Regions from separate parts of the Rattus norvegicus genome. Here regions 2 and 3 are each linked to region 1. The links are chromatin contacts, called in public Hi-C maps. All regions are on one chromosome and are shown on one strand. Each heading gives the region's core, a stretch centred on a gene start, on an enhancer-like site or on the middle of the called end of the contact. The rest is flanking DNA. Distances are from core to core; before and after follow the strand shown. Region 1 holds the start of Sox4 (SRY-box transcription factor 4). Region 2 overlaps LOC134482707 (a long non-coding RNA gene). Region 3 overlaps LOC134482707 (a long non-coding RNA gene).

The links. A called contact is a pair of places that touch in the nucleus more often than the background predicts.
Region 2: a Hi-C map of Schwann cells shows a contact between it and region 1, with 5 times the contacts expected there. The contact joins the enhancer-like site here to the promoter of Sox4 in region 1. A contact is called at or near these places in 2 of 12 Hi-C or Micro-C datasets (Schwann cells and mammary epithelial cells).
Region 3: a contact with region 1 is called in a Hi-C map of psoas muscle, with 4 times the contacts expected there. The contact joins the enhancer-like site here to the promoter of Sox4 in region 1. A contact is called at or near these places in 6 of 12 Hi-C or Micro-C datasets (the A7r5 cell line, the Rat2 cell line, Schwann cells and 3 more).

The regions. Positions count from the first base shown.
Region 1 is chr17:35,874,701-35,877,693 of GRCr8, forward strand. Sox4 (SRY-box transcription factor 4) reads left to right here and starts at 1,598. Exons shown (of 1, transcript NM_001271205.1): 1 at 1,598-2,993. The coding sequence starts at 2,254.
Region 2 is chr17:36,016,695-36,019,739 of GRCr8, forward strand. The region is part of intron 2 of LOC134482707 (a long non-coding RNA gene); the gene reads left to right. Among named protein-coding and RNA genes, the nearest start is that of Rpl29l1, 90 kb to the left of the region's middle. Within about 2 kb of position 1,792, at least 2 of the 93 cell types and tissues checked have an H3K27ac peak or open chromatin away from gene starts, as enhancers often do. A contact at or near this core is called in Schwann cells, where this site is marked.
Region 3 is chr17:36,062,212-36,065,357 of GRCr8, forward strand. The region is part of intron 3 of LOC134482707 (a long non-coding RNA gene); the gene reads left to right. Among named protein-coding and RNA genes, the nearest start is that of Rpl29l1, 140 kb to the left of the region's middle. Within about 2 kb of position 1,585, at least 22 of the 93 cell types and tissues checked have an H3K27ac peak or open chromatin away from gene starts, as enhancers often do. A contact at or near this core is called in the A7r5 cell line and Schwann cells, where this site is marked.

The DNA of each region.
Region 1 (2,993 bases), core at 348-2,847:
CTGGAATTCTTTTTTTTTTTTTTTTTGGTTCTTTTTTTCGGAGCTGGGGACCGAACCCAGGGCCTTGCGCTTCCTAGGTAAGCGTTCTACCACTGAGCTAAATCCCCAGCCCCCCTGGAATTCTTAAGTATCAGTGGATGACCTTGAACTCCCGATCTTCCTGATGGCACCTCCCAAGTACTGAGGTAACAAACGGGGACCAGCCGACAGGATTTTGATTATGTTTCACCATCAGTACCCATCTTCCTTCTTAGTCTCTTGAATGTCATGCCGCTTTTACTAGAAGTGGCATTTGCATTAGGAAGGAACTCAGGTTAGAATCCACAGAGGGCTCAGGACACACATCAGTGGTTTATAATCACACACTCACCAGCCACTAACACAAGCCCATGGGGTTCCCGAAGCACAGAAGAGGTGGACAATTGAGATTTGGAAAGAAAGATCAGGGGTGGGGCTTGAGGTAGGTGCAGCAGCTCCACTCTCCTTTGCCACCCCCTTCTCTTTTCCTTAGTCTTCTAGGCCCATTTGCTTCAAGTAGCACAGGCTGCAGATAAAATGAGTAAGAAAACAAGGAGGTGGGTCAAAGGAACCCATCTATCCTTTGGAAATTGTGGAAAACAAACATTTAGAAAGTGAAGTCAATCCCATCCTGTATTCACCATGATCGCCCTATACAAAAATCATACAAAGTCTCTTATTGAGGTAATTATGGGCCACTGCCTTGGCTTTCCACAGAAAATCTTGTTTGGCCTACCCAGGATTTATAGGGGAGCTGAAATCATTAAATAACTAGTTAACCTCTGTTTGGCAAAAAGAGTAAGCAATTACTGAAAAGGGGGAAAAACTGCCTTTCACAAACAGCACAGATAGCATCCTGAAGGGATTTACACAATACACCAACGTCTGTTCTGAACATGGAGTTGTTAAAATAATTGTGATGACAGGTGTCTAGGTGCCACTTTCTTAATGGTTTTCAATATCCATTGATTTATTATTGTGGCTCCCCCCACTTACATCTCTAGCTTTAAGAAGGAGCTAAGAAAAGAGATTTTGCACCAAAGGCTGATTCTTTATTCCTGGGCTGAAAAGAACTAATAAAAATAATCACTCGGCTTTTAAGCAGAAAGCTTCCATTTACAGTATTTCACCCTTACCCCCCCTCCAAGCCCCTTGTTATCTAACATAATGGCTAGAATACATTTCCGTCTCTCCCCTTAATAACTTCATGCATTAACATCCTCTTCACACACGCGCGCGCGCGCGCACACACACACACACACACACACACACACACACACACACACAGGCACGCACGCGCGCGCGCGCGCCCAGCAAAAGGGGGGAAAAGAGGCAGCAGAAATCTCAGCTGTACTTCTAGCCCTTTTAAAAAGTTTGCTCTGTAAATTGGAATGAGGTCAGATTTGGAGCTTCTCATTGCACGCGGAGATTATTATTGCATCGGGTTCCAAGCCAATGGGAAGGACGGGGGAGGGGCTTGGCACGAGGAAGCGTTAGTTACAGCGGCTGATTGGCTGTCTGCGAAAGGATAAAGAAGCGCGAGGCGGAATTGGGGTCTGCTCTAAGCTGCAGCCAGAGAAACAGAGTGAGGGAAAGAGGGCCGTCTCCCTCCCGGTTTCCAGTTCTTGCACGCTGTTTCTTAGAGAGTCTGCAGTGGGGGAACTCTGCCGGTAACCAGCTCTCCTTCTTGCAGGAGGGAGGGAGAAACATACATTTATTCATGCCGGTCTGTTGCATGCAAGCTTCTTGGCTTCCTACCTTGCAACAAAATAATTGCACCAACTCCTCAGCACCGATTCCGCCCACAGAGAGTCCCGGAGCCAGAGTCGCTTTGGCTTTGCTCTGCAGGAAAGGGACTTAGGCGCTAGAGACGATGTCGCTTTCCTGAGCTACCGCGAGCTCTCGTGAACTGCAATCGACTGCTTCAGGGGAAAGGGGTGGGGGAAAGACTTGCCCCGGAGGCGGCGAGAAACTTGCGTTTGGAAGATACTCCGGCTACCAACGTTTGGAGAAACTCCTCGCCGCGGCCGACTCCAGCCTCGGTGCCCGCAGGGAGAACTTCAGCGGTGAGGGAGGACGGAGGGCCTCGGAGACTCTAGGTTGGCGGCGGGAGGCGGCCGCCCCTGGCCCGCGCGCTGCTCAGGGGACCCTGGTCTCCGCCCCGGGGAGCCCGCAGGGCCCGGCGACCGCGCCGCGAGCGTGTGAGCGCGCGTGGGCGCCCGGCAAGCCGGGGCCATGGTACAACAGACCAACAACGCGGAGAACACGGAGGCTTTGCTGGCTGGGGAGAGCTCAGACTCGGGCGCCGGCCTGGAGCTGGGCATCGCGTCCTCCCCGACGCCCGGCTCCACGGCGTCCACGGGTGGCAAGGCGGACGACCCTAGCTGGTGCAAGACGCCCAGTGGCCACATCAAGCGGCCCATGAACGCCTTTATGGTGTGGTCGCAGATCGAGCGGCGCAAGATCATGGAGCAGTCGCCCGACATGCACAACGCCGAGATCTCCAAGCGGCTGGGCAAACGCTGGAAGCTGCTCAAGGACAGCGACAAGATCCCGTTCATCCAGGAGGCGGAGCGGCTGCGCCTCAAGCACATGGCTGACTACCCTGACTACAAGTACCGGCCGCGAAAGAAGGTGAAGTCGGGCAACACGGGCGCGGGATCGGCGGCCACAGCCAAACCTGGGGAGAAGGGCGACAAGGTCGCCGGCGGCAGCGGCCACGCGGGAAGCGGCCACGCGGGGGGTGGCGCGGGCGGCAGCTCCAAGCCCGCGCCCAAGAAGAGCTGCGGCCCCAAGGTGGCGGGCAGCTCGGTCGGCAAGCCCCACGCCAAGTTCGTCCCGGCGGGCGGCGGTAAGGCGGCTGCATCGTTCTCTCCGGAGCAGGCCGCCCTGCTGCCCCTGGGGGAGCCCGCGGCCGTCTACAAGGTGCGGACTCCCAGCGCGGCCACCCCGGCCGCCTCCTCCTCGCCGTCCAG
Region 2 (3,045 bases), core at 542-3,041, 140 kb after region 1:
TTTATTGTAACATTTCAAATGTGTTTTCTTCTATGTCTTCTTTTATCTTGGCTCAATAAAAAATGGCAGATTGACATGCGCTGTAGAAGCAAGCCTGGTCATGAACCGTGTACTGGCGTCTGTCCCTTCTTTGCCCCGTTTCCTGATGTTCTTCTCTATGCCCTTCGTGGGGAAGATCAGGTGTTCTGCTTTTCTGTCTCAGGGCCTTTGCACTGCAAGGCTTGCTACCCACTGTATTGTTCCTCTTTTTGCAAAGTTTTCCTTTGTTGAGTCCAGTGCATCAGTTAGGACTTGCCTAGAGATTCCCCAAAGAGTAATAACTACTGTATAATCCCAGTACATATTTGAATCGGTGTCTCTAACTGTAAGCAACAGAAACAAACTTGGATTAAGTACAAGATGGATTTACTGACAGGGTAAAGTTCAGCGTTTCTTTGGGAGGGCTGAAGAACTAGGCACCGAGTTAGAGAACAGTGTTCAAATCCATCGTAAGGGGCAGGCCTAGAGAGGATACTGTCTTCTTGTGTGTCAAGTGCTGAATGCCGTGCTGAAAGCCTCGCTTCAGCCTCAGGAGACAGCCTGGAAGTAAATCACTGATTTTCCCCTAAAGTGGACACTTAGATGGTGTCCTTATTAGTGAGATCAAATCTAGCCTACGCCAGTTATAGTTTTCTTCTGCAGTTTCCCCTCTGAGAGGTACACTGGTGGTACCCTTATGCAAAGTCCCCTTATGCAAAGAGGGCAGAGAATTAGCTTTTAGATTTATGCAGGGTGTGGGATGTATTAGTTGAGATTTCTGTAACAGTGTGAGGGTGGTGAACAGAGCCGTTGGCCAGTGAGAAAATATAATATCTCATCTATGGTACAGACTTGACATGTTCTTTACAGGCGTTAAATAGGGCAGTTTATATGTAGTTGATTAATAAATCATATGAAGCAGTAATATGTACATTATTCTAATTTGACTCACCTTCTATGTTTTTCGAGATGGAGTGTCTTCCTCTGTGTAGCCCTGGCTGTCCTGGAACTCACTCTGTAAACCAGGCTGGCCTCAGATCTGCCTGCCTCTGCTTTCTAAGTGCTGAGATTAAAGATGTGTGCTGCCATGCCTACCTTTGATTTGTATCTTTAAGCAGAGCATAAAATCAAATGCTTGGGGGGCTGGAGAGATGGCTCAGTGGTTGAGTGCTTTCTGTTCTTCTGGAGGACTCACGCTCAGCTTTCAGCATCCAGGTATCTTACAACTACCGGTAACTCTAGTTCCAGGGCATCCAATACCCTCTTGTAGCCTCTGAGGTCACCCACACACATATAGCATCCACTAGTACAGACACATACACATAATGAAATAAAATAACAATAATTCTTAAAAATGATAAGAATACTTAGCAGGTCGAACTCTTCAGTTTGTTCTTTACGTCTTTAAATATGTGAAGTGGTTTAAACAGGACAAAATAAAAAGAGAAAACAGGGTTTCTTACAGCAGAGTGCTATCCTCAGTTCTTCTTACAGCAGACTCTTATCCTCGGGCATTTTCACCGGCCCCATATTTTCATTTTGTGATGGAAGCGAAGTGTAGTACAAAGCTCAGAAACTGTCCAGTAAAAATGTGAGTGGGTTTCAGTTGCTTCTGACTGGCTTCTGAATTTTCAGGCTTTATTCTATTCTAACTTTTACTCTGGTTTCATGTGAATACAGCTTTCTTGTTTGAAAAGGGACAATGGGTTTATTCAACCCTCAAGGCCCTCTGCATTTGGTCTTTATGTCATGGCCTGTGGTGACTTTGGACTAGACGTCATTTAACTTGGTTCAAAACTGTAGCTATAACAGTGTGTGTGTGTGTGTGTGTGTGTGTGTGTGTGTGTGTGCACGCGCGCGTGTGTGCGCGCGCGCGCGCTTCTGTGATGTGAAGGGATGTTGGTGCTATATGAAAGCTTATGTCATAAATAAATGCATGCTTGTATTGTGTGAAAGGGTGTTGGTGCGATATGGAAGCTCATGTTGTGTGAGCATGCACATTTCCAGTGCTGGTTTTTGTGGTAAAGTGTATCGAAGGCAGGCCAGTTTCTGGTTCACTGTAGGGAATAGCTTTGTGAGGTGCTCATTTCCTGTTTGACAGAAATACTTCCTGGTCTGAGGAATTAGAAGTTTGAGTTATACTATTTGGCTCAATATCCTTTCCCCCCATAAATATTGAATTAAAATAATATAGTGGTAGAGAAAATAAACGATTATCCTAACATCTTGAATGGCTATTCTTAAACTGAGAGCTATCTGCCACCGCGATGTTAAATTTTACTCAGGAATGTAGTGAATTCTGTTGTGTTTTTAGTTCCTTGATATAAAGCATCCCAAGGAGAGCTTGTGTTGGGTTGCATTGTCCTGAATTTTCAAGTGATCATGCGTTCACTTCTTAAGCATTTCCCCTCAGTCCATTTTGCTGTGTATCTAGCTTTGTCTTATATGCACACCATTGCATGCAAGCTCACGCAAGCGTGACCTAAATGGGACATTTGTCATGACAGAGAGTATTGAATCTTTGCATTGTCTCTTCATAGGGGCTGTAGTCTTCAGGTAGAGACCATCTTGAAGACAGCACTGCAGTAAGCATGCTTATTTGAAGTACACAGAGCACATAAGTAAAGAGTAAGTCTTGGTGATTTGCGATTTATTTCAACCATCTGATGTGCTCCTATGTGTATGCAATGTGTAGACATTTTCCAGTTGTAAAAACAACCTGAATTCCATCTCTCCCAGTACACAGCGCTCACATGCATGCCTGAACATAGGTGAATATGTGTCAGTTGGAAAGAGGGATCAGGGGAACTGAGGTACAAATGGAAAATTCAGTGCCGGAGCTCTTGCCTTAATTGGTAGTGTTGAAAGAAACCTTAGCCCCCCAGGGAGTTCTCGGTGACTGTGGGTGTACTATGACTGCCTTTCATTTTATTGGCTCACTAAATTCTTAGATTACTCTCTGCCGTTTGATATTGACAAACCATAAAACTCTTCAAGAACCTGTGTGGCACTGACTTACAAAGAATT
Region 3 (3,146 bases), core at 335-2,834, 190 kb after region 1:
ATTTGCCCTCACTTTATGGACTGAGCCATCTCCCCAAGCCTGAATTGTTTATTTTTTTTAATCATTAACAGATCTATGACATAACAATGTTCATTCTTTGGTTACTGTTCAGTCATTTAAGAAAGATTTGAGACTTTTTAAAAGAAAGGTTGATTTCCATGCACAGTCACTATGTATATACTTTTATGCTTACGCCAGGCCCTTTCACACCGAGGTTTCATTGTGCATTGATTTGCACACTGTTAAAGCCAGAATATGAAAGAGTCAGTTTACCAATATGAACTAGAAAACCTTAAAGAACTTTAAAAGGAAGGAACGAAAAAGCCATCTGGGGCCTGAGGAGCAATTTGAGGCTGTACTGATGCTCCAGTTGGCAGGCTGTCTGGGCAGCTGGATCTAGGTTGCACCCTGTATTTTCCCCCTTCCATCTGGACAGACATGGAGGTGTTGAGTCTGTAATCTGGGTCTTGTGAGAGCCAAGTCCGTGTTATGGAGTAGTTCTGTTTTGCACACAGTTGTCCTGATTTTCCCTCTTCTCTGCTTGCCCACTAGAAGGGAAAAAAGTAATCAGAGGTGCTGCTGGGTGGGGCCCTCTTTGATTGCAATGCCCCAGGGGTTTCTAGGTTAACAAATTAGAGCTTTTGGGCTGACTGAGCGGCCTCGTGCTGGTGGGTGCAGCAGCTTTTTCATGCCTTCTCATGTTCTTGCCCCCCTTTCCACTCCAGAAAGGAGACTGAACCCAGAGGCTTTGACTGAGGAAAGGCTGGTCTGAGGAGCCCTGGGACTGTTGACCACAGCTGCAGAGAGGAAGGCCAGCCCTTTCTTGGAAGGTGTGGGATGAGAAATGCACTCCCTTCCCTGCCTTTGCACTGATGCCTGGTGTGCCTCAGAGCTAGGACACCCGGGCTGGAGGGTGGAGCATGGGGAGGGCTAAGGTTAGGGAGAGGAGGTGAATCTCTCCTGGGAGCAGGGGACCAGGAATAAACATTCAAAGGAGCTGGGACAAACCCTCTGGCTGCCCTCCTGAGGTTGAGGGGCGGATCAGAAAGGGACCTTGGTCAGTTGTGGAGGAGGGTCAGAGTCAGGGAGGCAGTAGCCTGAGTCTTGGAGGAATAAGATCTCGCTGGCTGCCTCCTCTCTGCTGGGGTCGCTGAAGCCAGTGCAGGAAGTGGGAGGGTTTCTGCTAGAGTTTATTGAAAAAACAGCTGCCTGGCTCCACTTCCCTCCCCCACAACGGCCCATCCTCGCTGTGGCTCAGGATAGAACTATGCTGTAAACTTTGGCAGGAGCCAGGCATGCCGATACTTTCTCAAACAGCAACTTCTTCTCCCCCCACCACCCCCTTTGGCATAGAGCCATTAGTTTGAGGCTGGGGAAAGAAACAGAAAGACTAAATAAAATGTGATACAGTGATTCTAGAAATGATTTGATTTGGTCCAGTTCACCGACTGGACCTGAAGGAACCAGTGAGTAAGGTAGGGGAGACAGTTTTTGCAAGTGGTGAGCAGACGCCAGAACTGGAAGGCCTACATGCTCTTTTCCATTACTGTCATGACATCTTGGACAGAATCCACTCTAGGAAAGCACTGTAAATGCCTGTAAGTTTGTGACTTAGTCTTTGACCAAGAATGCTTAGGGGGTTGAAGGGGACAGGAAATAGCTAAGAGCCAGGGCCCCACAGGACAGAAGTGTGTGTGTGTGTGTGTGTGTGTGTGTGTGTGTGTGTGTGTGTGTGTTGATTAGGACCTGCAGATGGTTAGCAGCAGCTGTTTTATGGTGTGAACTGTTTGCTCAGACTTTCAGAAGCTAATTCTCCATGGATATTAGTTTGCCAAGCAACTCTTTCCTTTATTCTTGCTTCCCAACCTATTTTCGTGTGTGTGTGTGTGTGTGTGTGTGTGTACCAACCCTAGCTATGACCTTGAGGCTCCAAAAGCTGCTGGCTGAGTCTGAGGCTCTAAGTACAGGAGGGTTGCAGCACCAGGAGGCTCCTGGCTCAGGTTTACTTCAGACCTGGGGGTGAGGGCAGATAGCAAGGAGAAGGCTGCAGAGGGAAGGGTTTTCCTCTGTCTTGTCTGAGCTCATAAAGTGTGTGCCTGGCTCCCCCTCTGCTCTGGCTTTACTGTGAACTCCTGCTCTCGCCTTCACCCTTCCCCTTTGCCTTCTATTAAACCTGAACTCTGTTTCTTCCTCCACTTGACATGAGAGAATATATTTTTTTTTTTCAGGGACAATTATGAGTAGTGAGTTAAGACATCTCTAAAATTCACTAATGGTAGAGGCCTTAGGGCACGGTTAACCAGTTCTGTTACCCGCTTCAGTATTTTCCTTCTGTTAATACCCTGCTTGTGGCTTGAACTACTTAAAAAAGCATCCTTAGCCCTGTTGTAGAAAGCAAAGCAACTGTCACCCTCTTGTGTGAGAGCGTGACAAAGTCTGGGGTCTTGGAATGGTAGAATTTAAAAGGCCAGTTAGTAACATTTCCTTATTTTTGGTTCTGGAAAACCCAGGGCTTTGTGTATGCTAAACACAGGCTCTCTCAAACTCCAGCCTACATTACTTATTAATGGGTCATTAGTAATAGAGGCTTCTTGTTGTCGTTGTGTGTGTGTGTGTGTGTGTGTGTGTGTGTGTGTGTGTGTGTTGGTGTATGGTGTATGCATGTATATGAGTTCAGGTATATGTGAGTGCACATACAGGCCACAGATTGATTATCGGTGTCTTCCTCTGTTTTAGTTTCTTTATATATTATTACTCTTTAGATTTAATATTCATTTTTATTTTTTTATATTATGTATACATGTGTAAGTACGAGTGTGGGTTTGTACACTGAAGTGCAGTGCCCACAGAGGCCAGAGATGTCAAATTCCCTGGGGTGAGAGTCAGACATAGTTGCTGGAAACAAAATTCAGTCTCTGCCGAGCACTGCCAGATTTTAGCCACATGGCAATGTCTTTATTTATGAGGTAGTGGGTCCCACTGAACACGGAACAGTCAACTGGAGCTCCTCATTGCTTCAGCAAGATGAGCAGGGCAGCCCACTCTAGGAATCCTCCTATCTCCTTCTCCCCACCGTCCAGATGACTGTCACCATGCCTGGCTTTTTTCTTGTAAGTTGGGATAGAACTCAGGTCTTCATGTTTGCA